3 separate regions of the Macaca mulatta genome follow, and all the other regions are linked to region 1. The links are chromatin contacts, called in public Hi-C maps. All regions are on one chromosome and are shown on one strand. Each heading gives the region's core, a stretch centred on a gene start, on an enhancer-like site or on the middle of the called end of the contact. The rest is flanking DNA. Distances are from core to core; before and after follow the strand shown.

What was found. A called contact is a pair of places that touch in the nucleus more often than the background predicts.
Region 2: a Hi-C map of fetal cortical plate shows a contact between it and region 1, with 4 times the contacts expected there. The contact joins two enhancer-like sites. A contact is called at or near these places in 3 of 14 Hi-C or Micro-C datasets (fetal cortex germinal zone, fetal cortical plate and fibroblasts).
Region 3: a Hi-C map of fetal cortical plate shows a contact between it and region 1, with 5 times the contacts expected there. The contact joins two enhancer-like sites. A contact is called at or near these places in 2 of 14 Hi-C or Micro-C datasets (fetal cortex germinal zone and fetal cortical plate).

The regions. Positions count from the first base shown.
Region 1 is chr3:31,647,837-31,652,603 of T2T-MMU8v2.0, forward strand. No RefSeq gene overlaps it. Among named protein-coding and RNA genes, the nearest start is that of USP25, 330 kb to the right of the region's middle. Within about 2 kb of position 2,900, at least 19 of the 40 cell types and tissues checked have an H3K27ac peak or open chromatin away from gene starts, as enhancers often do. A contact at or near this core is called in fetal cortex germinal zone and fetal cortical plate, where this site is marked.
Region 2 is chr3:31,296,943-31,301,808 of T2T-MMU8v2.0, forward strand. The region is part of intron 3 of LOC114676844; the gene reads right to left. Among named protein-coding and RNA genes, the nearest start is that of MIR99A, 120 kb to the left of the region's middle. Within about 2 kb of position 2,804, at least 15 of the 40 cell types and tissues checked have an H3K27ac peak or open chromatin away from gene starts, as enhancers often do. A contact at or near this core is called in fetal cortex germinal zone and fetal cortical plate, where this site is marked.
Region 3 is chr3:31,180,466-31,184,781 of T2T-MMU8v2.0, forward strand. All of the region lies in intron 4 of LOC114676844, which reads right to left. Among named protein-coding and RNA genes, the nearest start is that of MIR99A, 3.7 kb to the left of the region's middle. Within about 2 kb of position 2,261, at least 19 of the 40 cell types and tissues checked have an H3K27ac peak or open chromatin away from gene starts, as enhancers often do. A contact at or near this core is called in fetal cortex germinal zone and fetal cortical plate, where this site is marked.

The sequences.
Region 1 (4,767 bases), core at 1,650-4,149:
AACATTCCATGTTAATTGCTTACCTTTTCCAAGTAATTTTTCGTATCATTAACAGTAGAGCTGGATACTGTAATTTGCTTATCATGGTTGCTTGAATCTACATAAATTTCACCTATTTTTAAGTTTTTAAACACCAACTAAGTTGGCTTAATTTTATATTTAATAAACAAAATGATTTGCATTTTCCTTACGACTGGCTATTTAAGAAAAATAATACAGAGACCATTTAATCTGAGCTTTATTATGAAGGGCCAGTGAAATAAAAGGCTTAACATTGATGAGGTAAAGCTGACATCAACTGGTACATAGTGGTAATAGTTGACAACAATAATCGTAACCCTGAAATTTGTATGACCCTCCCTCTGCGATCTGTAACGTACTTATAATTCATTAATTAAAACATGGATTTAAACCTTAGGAGCATCATTCATTATTCTTAGAGCTGGGGGTGGAAGAATTCAATGTGGTCTCTGTCCCCAAGGGGCTTTCAGTCTACTGGCAAAGATATATACACATGTGGCCCCACAGCAATACTGACTGGCATACAGGCAATAAAATGGGTGAAAAGGGGTGGAGAAGTGAGAGATTCTGGTCATGGTGATTCGGAAAGATTTCACAGAAGAGGAGACATTTAACCTGGTCCTTGAAGCAAAAAAGGATCTAGACTCTTAAAAAGTGGGAAGGCATTTCACACAAAGAGAAAATCTCTATGCTGGCATTGTCTTTAATTTTTGAATGTAGGAGAAAAATGGAAAGAAATTAAGTGACCTGATCAAGGTGATAACAAGAGAAAGCATCAGAGGCACACTATAATTTTTAACTCCGGGGTCAGAACGGTTCCTGTGATATTACATTGCTTCCTTCTCGAGGTGACACAATTTCTCTGCTTTCACAGTCACCTTCGCCCCCCGTTTATTTCTCCACGTTGCTGCGCCCTTTACAGGACCTTGCTAGGATGTCCACAGAAAAACACAGAGGCAGCCACATCTTCATAAAACACATTACATTTCGGCTGTGTCTAAAAATCAAATGAACACATGTAGGTATATTTTTGGCCTCCTTTCCTCACCATTCTCCATCATTTCAAAGGAATGGGAATTTGCGCTGTCGCCACATGGCACACTCAATAAAATGTTGATCCATTCCTTTAAACCTTCCATTTTTCTACTTCAGTTTGTCAAGTGATCCCAATTCCAAGAAATCATAATTCACACTGTGCGGGAGGTTGCAGATTTTTGGCTCTGGAGGTTGTGCAGATGTTATTCCTTAAGGAAGACGATCGTGATTGCCTATGTGAGTAATGGCTGTGAGTCGGCTAGAAGCCAAAAGTTCTCTTATAGCAGAATGTATAAACCATTCTCCTACTGAAAGAAGGCCCCCAGTAGGATAATATATTATTACACATGATTCAAATTACAGGATCTGCAGCAGGGGAGCTCGTGACTGATTCGGGACAGTCGCCCCCTGAATACTGATGATGGGATGATGGAATGCCTCATGAATTAAAAGGGCCATGGTTTCCCATCTAAATCCTTCATATGTTTTAAAAAGTGACTATGCCTATCATTGCACTCTCTAAGCTTCTTAAACGAATCATGCACTATTATGAAACCCTTGTCAATATTTTTTAAATTCCATGTTTTTGAATAATTATATTCAAAACATCCTTTTAAAAGAAAGACAACGAAACTTCACCTTCTCTGCTAGAAAACAGTGTGCCTTTAACGCAAATATGCAATAAAGATATGACTTAATAGAAATTGCATTGAAGTGTGACCCAGTTTTGCTCTCTGGGATTTTATAAAGCAACCTGAAATCTTCACATGCCACATGTTCCAGCCTCTTTAAGTTATCTATAGAACAAATGAATTTATCCCTGACAGCTAAATATAAATGTGCAACGCAAAATTGTATTTCCAAAGGTTTTCTGCAGACAAATGAACTCGTTTGTGAACATTATTTCATTTGATCTACTTTGGTTATGTAACAATCCCATAAATTTGCTAAAGGCATTACATTGCGAATGGAGACCAGGCATTTTTATAGAAACACTAAGGCAAATGTTAAATATTATACATTTTAAAAAACAAACTGTATAACGGCAATAAATTCTGAAATAATATGTAAGCTGGTCCCTTAACTTCTTTTCAAGCTGGTTCTTGTATTCAGTTTTTCTAGTAAATGGATGCAAATCAGGTGCATTGTGCTGGGGTGGGAAGGGGGAGATTTGTCCAGAAATGACCTCAGTTCTATTCATTAATAAAATGACAATGTTGGCCGAGAGCAGTGGAGAATGAAATATAACAAGAGTGAACTTTCCTCCATGTGACAGATGCACATAAGTGCTTTTTGGATAAAGCACTGTATGTAAAATGGCCACTGCAGCATAAAATCTGGAAACGTTAAAGGATGTTCTAAGACACAGATTGTTTGAAAAACCTGCAACTTCCATGGCAATGCACCCCTTATTCTCTGTTACCTTGTACAATTCTGAACCCCAACTTGGAGAAGCATGTATTCATTCATAAGAAGAGGGATCAGACAATATAAACAGAGGTTTGATGTTGTTAAGAATTTTTTTTTTAAGAAAGAGAAGATAATTTTTGCAAATTCAAAACAAAATAGAATTGTAACCGGAATCACTTTCAGTGACGGCAGACACCAATGGGGTAAAAAAAAAAAAAAAAAGGTAAAAGCCATCGGACAGAATGTAGCCACATTTTTGCATAGCGGTTTAAATTATGCCAGCAGAATAATTAATGGAAGGACCTAATATGGAAAGGGGGGGTGACAGGAAAGGGGGAAGGCTATGTTAAACAAAGTTCATTACTGCATGATGTAAATGAGTTTCTCACCAGTGATGTCACTGATTGGCTGAGCTGCAGAGCTGGCTTCGAGCATGGCCGGATTGGCTGCTAGCTCTTCTGGTGCCTGCCTGCTCGGGCAGCGGTTGAACCAGATACTTTCTGTCTCTCTTGTTGTCGTTTGAAGCAAATCTTGTTCAGCCCAGCTGTGTCTCCATAGTAGTGGCACCCTAAGAGAGAGTCTCCCTCCTGCTTCCCACAGCTCGTCTGTGAGGCGGTCGCTGCTGTGAAATACCAGCCCTTGGCACCAAGCCCAGACAGCGTTCTCAGATCCATCTATAACACACATACAAAAAGAAAAATAGGAAAAAAAAAGCAGTTCTTTCATCTGAATTGCATCCTAAGGAGGATTAAGAAGGCTTCTATTGCTACTGATTTGTGTTGCTTCAATTTGATGGTTAAAATAGTTTTTGAAATACAGTATCTTCTCATCTGCAGTAGAACACCATTGGTTAAAATTGGTTAAAAAGACGGGGGGAACCCCCCTCTCCCATGTTTACCTTGATTACAGAAAAATAATTCTTCATTTTCTTCCTAAGCACCGTAACTGATGTTTTTGGTCCCCTACCAGAATTTTAAACTCTCACCGGATTTCTAATTACAGCCGAGTCATTATTTTTCAGGTTAAGACAAGGGATCTTAATTAGCATTCTTTTTTAGCTATGCGAAATGAGACAGGGCATGAAACAGAAACGATCTATGGAGAGGCAGAGAGAGAGAAAGAAAAAAATCTGTGCAGCTTTTACAGTTGAGCCGACACCCCCTCCTTCCCCGCTCTCCCTCCACCCGCCTTGCAAAAAAGAATGCAGTCATATGAACTTTACCAGACAATGGAGTACCTACAGGCTCTCCCCTAGACAAGTCCTTTATAACCAGCCAGTGCTATGTGCTGCAGACAGTGGCCAATCGGCAGGCTCCTTTCTGCAGCCGGGACACAATAGGTGCATTGGCCACACTGTCTTCCTAGACCCTGACAGCAGTTCAGGTTCATTTATTGTACACTGGAAGGCACATATGTCTTTAATATTCACTGCGAAATTATCAGTGCGACTGCCTTTATTTCACCATAATTACATCAACCTAATTACCGCGCCCAAGCTGCAATAGCACTGTTTGCACAGAGTGGTGCATAGCCATGCATGCCGTAAAAATATGCATGGAAATGCTTGCTTATTTCAATAATAAAATCCGCCAATTTTCTTCCCACAGCTTCCTCCAGAATACTTCAGTGGAATATAGCCATCGCTTTTCCCCTTCAAAAGAAAAAAAGCATGTGTGTGTGTATAATATATATATATACACACACGTACATACATATACAAATAATACATATTATTTAAACATTTCTTCGTCATTTATTGGAGTGAAGTATGGGAGTAGAATCTAGTCACTACATACAAGGTCATTAAAGACCTAAGGCATTTCCCCCCTATTACCAGGCATCAGAGTGAAGGAGTAAGTGAATCTGCACGAATCATTATAGCCATGACTACAAGCTCAAGCCGATTTATTTAGAGTCTAACTGTCATGCACATCTGCATATGCCTAATTTATGTATTTTCATATTACATAATTATGTCATGCCTTGAAACATTGACTCAAAATGCTTGAAAAATTAAATCTTAGCTTTTTGTGTATTAGTTCAGCAGAGTTAGGCACGGTCTGTGGTAGAAACTGTCTGCTTTTTTATTTTATTTTATGCATGTTGCATTTACATATTCATGAACACAAAAGCTCTTATGACCGCTGACTCTGCAGCAGGGGATGAAAAGGCACAATCCCGCATACAGACGTGTTAATTTCTAGGGGAAGAATGGCAGCCTATGATGACCAGAAAGAGACGATGTTTGGAGGTTTCATTTGGGGGTTACCTCATTATATAGTAAATGATGTCGCTAACCCG
Region 2 (4,866 bases), core at 1,554-4,053, 350 kb before region 1:
TATGGGCTCTAATTAACCAAAAATACCCTATAATTTTCAGTTAAAACATTTCTTAGTAAATATTAGAAAAATAATCTATCAATTTCAAATGCTAAATACAACAGTTGATTCAAAATAATCAAAAAATAAAAACAGAAGATGTGTGTAAGAGCTAAAATTAAAATTAAAATTGAATTAAAAAATAACTTTTAACTGAGAATCATGCTGAACAAGAGAGGCTATCTTATTTTTCCTGCACCTGTTTCGTGATAATAAATGTGAAAATGTTTGGGTTTTAATCCAAGTTTTGAAACATTTACCTTTATTAACTTCTTTTATATAAATTACAAAGATTACATTAAATGAGAATTCAGCTGTAAACTCACATACAAAGAGAACTTATCTAGGTAAATTTCTATTGATAACAATTTATAACTTCTACGGATTTTAATGTTGACTGGTATGAAAATTCAAAACACTCCATGTCTTGGTTAAACTAATAGCAAGGTATTTACAGTATCATAATTCAGTCCACAGGAAAGCAAATATAAATTGTATATTTACAAAAATGACCTGAAGGAAATCAGGAGACATTTTCTAATCCTAAAATTTACCTAAAATTAATATGATCTTTTCTATCACCAAAATTAGCAATATTCTATACGTAAAGGGGAGATAAATACAGAATAAACATGCCTAGTAAGAAATCTCTTAATTAGGTCACTCTTAAAAAATAATATATCTGATTCCCATCAATATTTTAAAGAGAAATATGACTGTTTCTAGTAAAATAAAGTTGCACTCTGGATTACTACAGATTAACACACAAGGCATAATAGCATTTATGATAGTGATAATAAAATTTGTTTTAAAAAAATAGAGCAACTAATATTACACTTTTCTGCTTTTAATTATTCTGTAATGTACCCATGCTTAATGTCTAAAGATACTATTGAAAATGGCTATAGAAAAATCTGAGGTGTTAATATTTGATTACTATAGTATTTCATTGACATTCGTGAATTTAACTCTTAAAACACTAGAGTATAAAATTGGCTTACAGAACAAAATTCAGTTATAGTAATATCAAAATTAATAATAGTTCCAGATATGGGATGTAAGTACCTTTGAGCTTCAAAATTTCTTTCATGAAAAATTATCTTTTTATTGCAAAACAGCAATTAAACACAATTACTTAATGCTATTCAGCCATGTCTATGCACCAAGCATTTCTATTAAAACATTTGTTAGAAATAATATCAAGGTGTTAATAAGTTTTTAAAATTATATAACAAATGCTGACATTTTAAAAATCCCAAATGCTACATTTTAACATAGACAAAAACACTATTAAAACGTTAAGCTTAATTGCGCGCACAACGAAACTTCTAGAAAACTCCATTACTTACTGTTCACTGAGTATTACTTACAGAGACTAACAATTTTAAGATTTCATTTGTTATTTATCCTGCAGTATTTTGAAAAACCTTTTTTGCACTGTATACTTCTCAATAAGATGATCATACCTACTCTGGTCTGCTGAGAAAAACAAAAAATCAGTAAATCTTCTTTAAGACTGTGCTTGTTCCATCGTATCTTAGGTGGCAACAAGCAAGGAATTCATAATGATAAAAGCACCAATATGAGAAAAAAATATTTAATGCTTGTTTCATATTGACTGTATAAAGTCATTTTGACATGCCTATACAACTGGTTGTGGCAGCTTTCAGACATGATTCCAGATCAAAAAAAAAAAAGAAAGAAAGAAAGAAATTGCTCCAGGTTCTTTAGAGAAAGCTTGCCGCTGGGAAGTTGATTTTGGCCAGGTGCCAAAATCATGTGCAAAGGGGCCTCATTATGGATTCATGGCAGCCTTCAGCACTAACAAAAAATGTGACCCAACAGGCTAAATCAGCGACTAAAATTAAAAAGTAAGAGACAAAGACAACTTACTTAATATTCCTTCCAAAGCAACATTAAACTTTTTTTGGTAATTAAACCCTTATTAGTATAATGCAGTGTTCCTCTGTCCTCAAATGATTGTACAATTACTCTTTAAAACTTGTCAATTTCCCTTCTAAATAACACTTTCTTTCTGTGGCAGTTTACAAAGATTTCGCTATATAATAAAACTCTATATCCACTGTAATCGGTTCAATAGAAGAAAACAAAATTGTAAAAATGCAGACGACAGTATTCCTTTAAGATTTAAACAAACAAACAAAAAATAAGCAAACAATCGTCAGTACATTTTGAACTTCTACAAAAGTGAACATGCACCCTCTAAACTCACACTGGTTGCGATGAAGCAGTCTCACTGCCCAATTTTCCCCAAAAAAAGTACATTTGATATCGCAGTCTTACCTAGATGTCTTCTGGCTTTTCTGCAGATCAAAAAGTTTCCTTCCTAAGCACACAGATATTCTTTCACAAACCATAAAGGCCCTTTTATGAATCCAGCACTGTAACAGGCTACCTTCCACACCACGTTGAGAGCCCAGTGTACAAGCTCTCAAGATAAAATACGTTGCTAATACACAATTAGTGGGAGAGGTTGTCTACTGGAGAATTTATCTTAACGAAAGGAGGAAAAAAAATAGAAGCTTTTTTTTTTTTTTTTTTTTTTTTTTAAATAGCAAAAAGGGTGCGGTCAGATGTTAGGTTTTGCCTGAGAAAAGGGTTCTACACTACACTAGTACCTAAACACTAGCAGAAGCTGCCTGGGAAGGGAGCCAATGGAAGGACTTTGTTTGACCCAGCTGCCAATCTCCCCTGAAGCCGTGCGCCAGACTAAACACTCACACTATTTTAACTCAAATCAGGCTACAGCAGCTGTTTGCTTTCCGGCTCTGAGCTCTGCACCCACCATGGCCTGTGCAGTTCACCCGCGAGCTTTGCTAGCTGCCTGGCTGAAATCTGTTCCGGGTTGGGATTTGTCATTGGGGAGCAAATATTAACCCTATTCCTCATGGTAAATCTGGACTGTTTGTTGTTCAGCATTTGGATCTGGTCATTGGGGTAATTTCTGATCTTTTAAATGAAGACTGATATTTTATATCATGGAGAAAGTTTGAGATTTGAAGGTAACAAGGATTCCTACGTTTCTTTGAAATTCAAATGTAAACTCTTCTGATGTGTTCCAATTAACACTAAAATAGCCCTTGTGTGTTCCTACAAAAACAAGGTCCCTAGAGTACACCCCTAAGAACAAAGATGGTACCCATTCACTCCAACCTAAAGCTCTTCCACTATAGCAAGATGGTTAAGTTGGCATCACAGAGTCGGAGAGACTCACGTGGTTGCAGGAGTTAGCACTGACTCCTCAATGCTCAGGAAAGTTTCTCCAAAAGCAACACCTAGGCACACAAGAAGTTTGCTTTCCTTGTGTGAAAAAGCATCAAGTGACCTAATTTACCATTCCTAAATTTCTAAGCTTATTTAGTTGTTAGACTAAGTGTAAAATTCACATTCTGAATTGTAAAACGTTATGCCCACAGGTAGTCTGAGGTTAAAAATAAACTAGAGAGAAGTTAGTTAGGGAATGTACAATTAAAGTCATAATCAAAATGATCTGATTGTAGGAGGGGGAAGAGATCCAATAATGAAGATTGATTGCACAGGAGATAGGAGCCAAACATTATGTATGTGGCAAAAAGAAACCAGAAAGTCATTCAACATGTGGAAGGGAGAAAGAAGCTCAGAAGAGTGTAATAACATGGACCATAACTGAGTTATTTTTACTCCTGACCAAATTCCTTCCTATTGGACGACGATGGTGAGAGAAGCCAGCACGTTTCTCTTTAGAGATTTTAGTTTCCATTGTTGCATCAGGCAAAAGGATATCTTTTAACGTAAGGCAAATAGACAGAATTTTTGTTTTTGTTTATTAATGTAACGAATTTTGATCTAGCTATGAGGGTTCACAGTGCAGTCAGAAGATGAACAAAAGTGAAATGTTCCTGAAATACACCAAAGCTGTGTCTTCAATTTTTTTTTTTTTTGTCAGAAAGTTGTTTCCTCTGCTTTAACAGGAGAGTTTATTTTGTTTCTATTCTTGCCCCAAATGATAGGTCTGTTTTCTTATTTTAGAAACTAGAGATCTAAATTACAAAAAACTGTAATTTTATAATAAAATGTTATTTCCTCAGATAGGAGGTAGAAAAGATGCCTATAGAGAGGCTGAACTATTAGGGTTTATAGGTGCACAAAAACTGAAAGGCCCAATTAATTAAAAATGCATGTCATGATAATATTGCATAGCAAATAGGGCTAGTATCCTTATTTTGAAAGTGATCTACATGTAAACTCAAAAGATTCCCATTGGATCTGGCTTCATATATAGCAGTGTATAGTTTGATGCTCAGAATTCTTATGGAATCAAATCAAATGCTGGGAAATGATTTCTTTTGTGCCCCCTTTTTTTTTCCAATGTAAGAAAATATTCAACTTGTTTCTCTGAATGGTCTATTACAATCTACAAATCACCCACCATCATACTGCTATATATATATCTGCAGTAGCTATAGACTGGCAGTCCTATAGTAACATTTGTTGATCTCAGCAATCACTTCCTTACACTTCTTTTCTGTCTTTTCGTTAGACATCTCGTGCACAATAGTGGTTAATTCCTATCATGACTGTCACAGGGTGAACTGTCTCCCCACCAATTCAGATGCTGAAGTCCTTACTCCCAGCACCTCAAAATCTGACCGTATGTGGAGTTAGTGTCTTTAAAGGGGTAATTAAGTTAAAGGAGATCATTAGGATGGGCCGGATTCCAATGACTGGTGTCCTTATAAGAAGAGGAGGTTAAGACACAAAAACACAGAGAAGACCATGTGAAGACATTGGGAAAAGATACCCATTTGCAAAGCAAAGGATGAGGCT
Region 3 (4,316 bases), core at 1,011-3,510, 470 kb before region 1:
ATTCTTATAACAAAACACAGTCAAATAATGTTGTTTTTCTTTAAAAATATTAAATATTAATTGCTCTTTGTTTTTTATTTTTACCTGAAATGGTTTTCTCCTATGATCACTTTCTTCACTTTTCATATCCATTTTAAGTTTTTCCCTAAAACAACCACAAAAGGAGAAATATCAGACAACTGCTGTCTAGGAGGAGCATCTGAGTGGATAGTGGGAATGAGGGTAGACGATTGAGAAGAAAACTCGATATCAAAATGGGCAAAACCTTTTAAAGTATTTTTTTTTAAAGGCTTGGAAGACTCATAAGGCCCCACCCCGGCTACTCATATGACATATAAAGTGGTTTCATAGTTTGCATTTATGCGTTCTTTTTGGTTGGTGTTGTTTTCACAGTAACAGTTTTGAAAGTGAAAGGACGATGGTTGTTAAAGAAGCGACTAGGTTTTGCACAATGAAGTGAAAGCTGAAAAGAGATTTGGATTTGGCATGGAGCTTAATAAGATAATTAAGAGTGTAGAGATTAATGGCTGCTAAAAATAACATTTAAAATAATGTTTTTAAACTAAAGGATCTTGAAACATGGAAACAGGTTTATCAATATTAATTAAGCCTGTGAAAGTTGGTGTACCATTAGCTGAGACAGCATGGAGGAACGAGAGCTATTTTGTAAATAATTAGTGAACAATAATCAACAAAACGTTTTATTTGAATGTTATCAGTATATAGGGATTGTGCAATTTCCTGTAATTGTTCATAGAATAGCAAACACAAAGGCAGAATTAATCAGTTCTAGATTTCTCATTGTTTGCCCTACATATTTTTAATATAATAAAATATGATTTTAAAAGCATAACAGATTATCAAAGCATATTTTTATCAAAATATTATAACATCAATTATTAGTATGCAAATTATAGTTTTCATTGGTATATGCTAAATTTTTCAAAAGCATTCTCTTTTAAAAATTATTTTTACACTTGTTTAGAAACATTTTTTATCAAAACTAAAATAGCTGGAAGGCATCTGCTAATCCTTTCACACTGAACCAGGCAAAACTGTTTTTTTAATAAAATGCTTAAATTGCTTAGCAATTTACTTCTAGAAACAGACAAAATAATTACAATGCAATGCAGTTATCTGCTGAGCCAATACATTGCTCTGAACTTAAAACAAGTTTGTATGTACTTTTTTTACTCATATACTTGATATTTCCAATGCGTTTTGCAACTGCTCTAGGACAAGTACTTCTTTTAAAATGTATTTTAAAAGAGCTTATTATTATGAAAGAAGCTTGTTTTCTACCTAGCAAATGAGAACATGCTCTTTTCATTCCTATTTTTGTTCTACTGAAATCTCTGTAAATAATTTGAATATAACTTCCCCAAAAGTAATCTGATTTATCAGTAATTTAGTGCATATTCTAATATAACCCTTTTCTACTAGTTTAAAAAGTTTCTTCTTTCACATTTCAAATTATAAGTCACATTAAAGATTTACTTTTTTTTACCCACTAGGTCTAAACATTCACTTTTCTTAGATAGCAAAAACTAATACCGGACCCAAAAAGCACAGATATATTAATGCCTTTCCAAAACTTCTGTGTATACCGCACATAAAAACATGTATTGTCTTTTTCATAGAGATTTTTCCATCTTTACTTAAGTTTCTATTCTAATCAAAATTAGAGCAAGAGAGGAAAAGGAAAAAGTTAATAAGAGTAAAGTGGGCTATGAGTTACATCAGAGTAAATTGAAAGTTCAAGGATCCCCTTTTATATAACAGTAGCCTTTAAAAGAAAAAACAACAAAAAAAGTTATACCTGATATGAAAGGTGCGATTTCACCAAGTGCAATATATTGCTAATTATGCCATATTGTTTGAAATAATAAAAATAAAGAAGGCTCATTTGGCTCTGTTGCCTTAAAAAGCTGCTTTACAAAGCCCGATGTCTCTGTAGTTATACAGCCAATGTTTGCTTTTTTTTGGTTTGTTTTGGTTTGGATTTTTGTTTGTTTGCTTTTGTTTTTGTTTTTGAGCAGGAACGTCTCTTTTTTTTTTTTTTTTTTTTTTTTTTTTTCAGCACTCTTGCATGTAGTAGGACACACTCAGATTTTTTCTTCAAGGGCGCCTGTAATTTCTTAGAAAAGGACCAGGGTGCTTGTCTTCTTTTTCTTCCTTCTCGGTATTCCAGGCACAAAGCACTGCGCAGAAGCTACACCAATCCTTGCCGTCACTGGCAGCAGAATGGTAGAAGGTGGGAGAGACCAGGAATCCTTCCAGGCTGTGCTGACTTTAGAAATGAGGATCGCACACGTTTGTCTCCTGAACCAAAGGGGTGCAAAGGCAGGGTGCCAGCTTGCTACACTGCTGCAATGCAATGATCTCATGCTCACTGGTGCTGTCGTCCTGTTTGCCCAGTTCAAACGCCTGTTCATTTTAAACCAAAAAAAAAAAAAAAAAAAACCAAAAAAGACCCAACTACTTGGATTCTTCTACAAGCAGAAACGGTAGTAACCTAAAATAATAATAATAATAATAATAAATAAATAAAAAATAAAAAATAAAAATCAGCAGTCAGAAAAGGCAAAAAGAAAAAAAAGCACATACAATTTTGGAATTCACTTGTTATGCCTCAATATTCTATTATTATTTTCTTTTCTTTTTTTTCTATTTAGAGATAAGCAGCAGAATTTATCAGGCGTGAAAGGGACAGCCTCCTGGTGGCCTGCCAAAAACCCAGAATAAAGGCGAAGTTGTGCTTCAAAGCTCAGTCGCTTGCTGAGTCTGGCTAAAGTCAAGTATTAAGATCCACCATTTTCTGAGCCATGTTAGAAAAGAAGAAAAAAGTCAGGACGGTTGCTGCTTTCCAAGTCTCCGTTGGCACCATCACAAAATCTCAGTCGTAAGGTCACATGATTCTCTGCCAAATGTAGAGTGCATTCCCATCAACCATTCTGCTGATACTGCGAAGGCAGCTATTGTCTCGTTTAGACCCAAAGTTCAGCCCACTCTTCATTGAATTAGCTGAAAAACGCATCACCTTTGGGGGCTGGGAGTCATGGAAACGTCTACCTGGCAAGCTGCCCACTTTTTCTGCCCATCAACCAGAGATGGAATTGTGCTGCCTAACGCAATGATGACTTGGAATGTGAAGAGTCGTCCAAAGTGAATCTGATTCTTGCAACGCCTGTTTCGTTTGCACAGAAAACTCTGGCTTCTTGTAGTTAAGAGGGGGGAAAAAAAATCTTTCCTACCAAATGTAGCAAATAAAGGTCTGAACATGCCTACTCTGCAACTTTTTTTCTCAACACACCCAAATGGTTCTCAAATGAAAAGACTGAAAGCCCTTCAAGTTTTCTGAGTTAAAGGCATCCCTTCATCTGTCTCCTTTTCCTTACAAGTGAATGAAACAAGCCCAGAACATTTGTTTTCGTCTCTCACTTTAAGATTTAAAAAAACTCTGAGTTTTTCTTCTTGCTTTTTGCTACTTTCTGATTTTATCTGGCACCGATTCTGTACTACATGGTCACAACGTCTTCTAGCAACAGTGGGGATGCACTAAGCTGCAATCTCCAACAAAGTGCTCCCCTGAGAAAGCCAGTTGTCTCTTTAGTCACATAAAACCCTGCAACTGGGTCTGTAGTAATCCTCATCAGTACCTAGCACAGCTGCTGTGCAAGTTTTTTGAGATTGACATTTGTGAGAAGGGCTCTTTCTGTTTCTTCGCTGGCTACAGTTTGCCCGTGTGGCATGAAAGATGCCTTTGAAAGATGCAGGGACTGTGTCAACAGCTCTTAGGTAGTAAAACGACATGGTTCCCCCTCCCCAATGAATTTCCATTCTAGCAGGCAGTGAAAGTTCCCATGTATGAACATTTCTACACTTTCTAACCAAAGTAGAGTGAATTCAATTTTTCACAATTTCCTTAAGCGGAATTTAAAGCCAAGCAGGAAAGCAAGCATTATTAGTACTGAAACAGCATACTGAGTGGCACTAAAAAGAACCATGTCCTTTAACCTTGTTTTTTAAAAACGTTGCAATAATTGTAGAATATCTAAAGTATGATTACGTTTGCAAAAAATTTAACATTATATTCAGTGCCTTCCCAAAATGATGGATTAATGTTGCCCCTTTTCCATGTATAAACACATACGCCACACAATACATAACAATGACTTTCAAAGATAATCAAACTGTGACTTGTCTAATAGAAAAGAATCTGAAAAAGGATTCAGGCATCTAGGAAACATAACTAAAAATGGTTTGCGGTTGTTTTTGCGCCATGTTGTTCAGGTGACTTACTTTAGTAACGATAG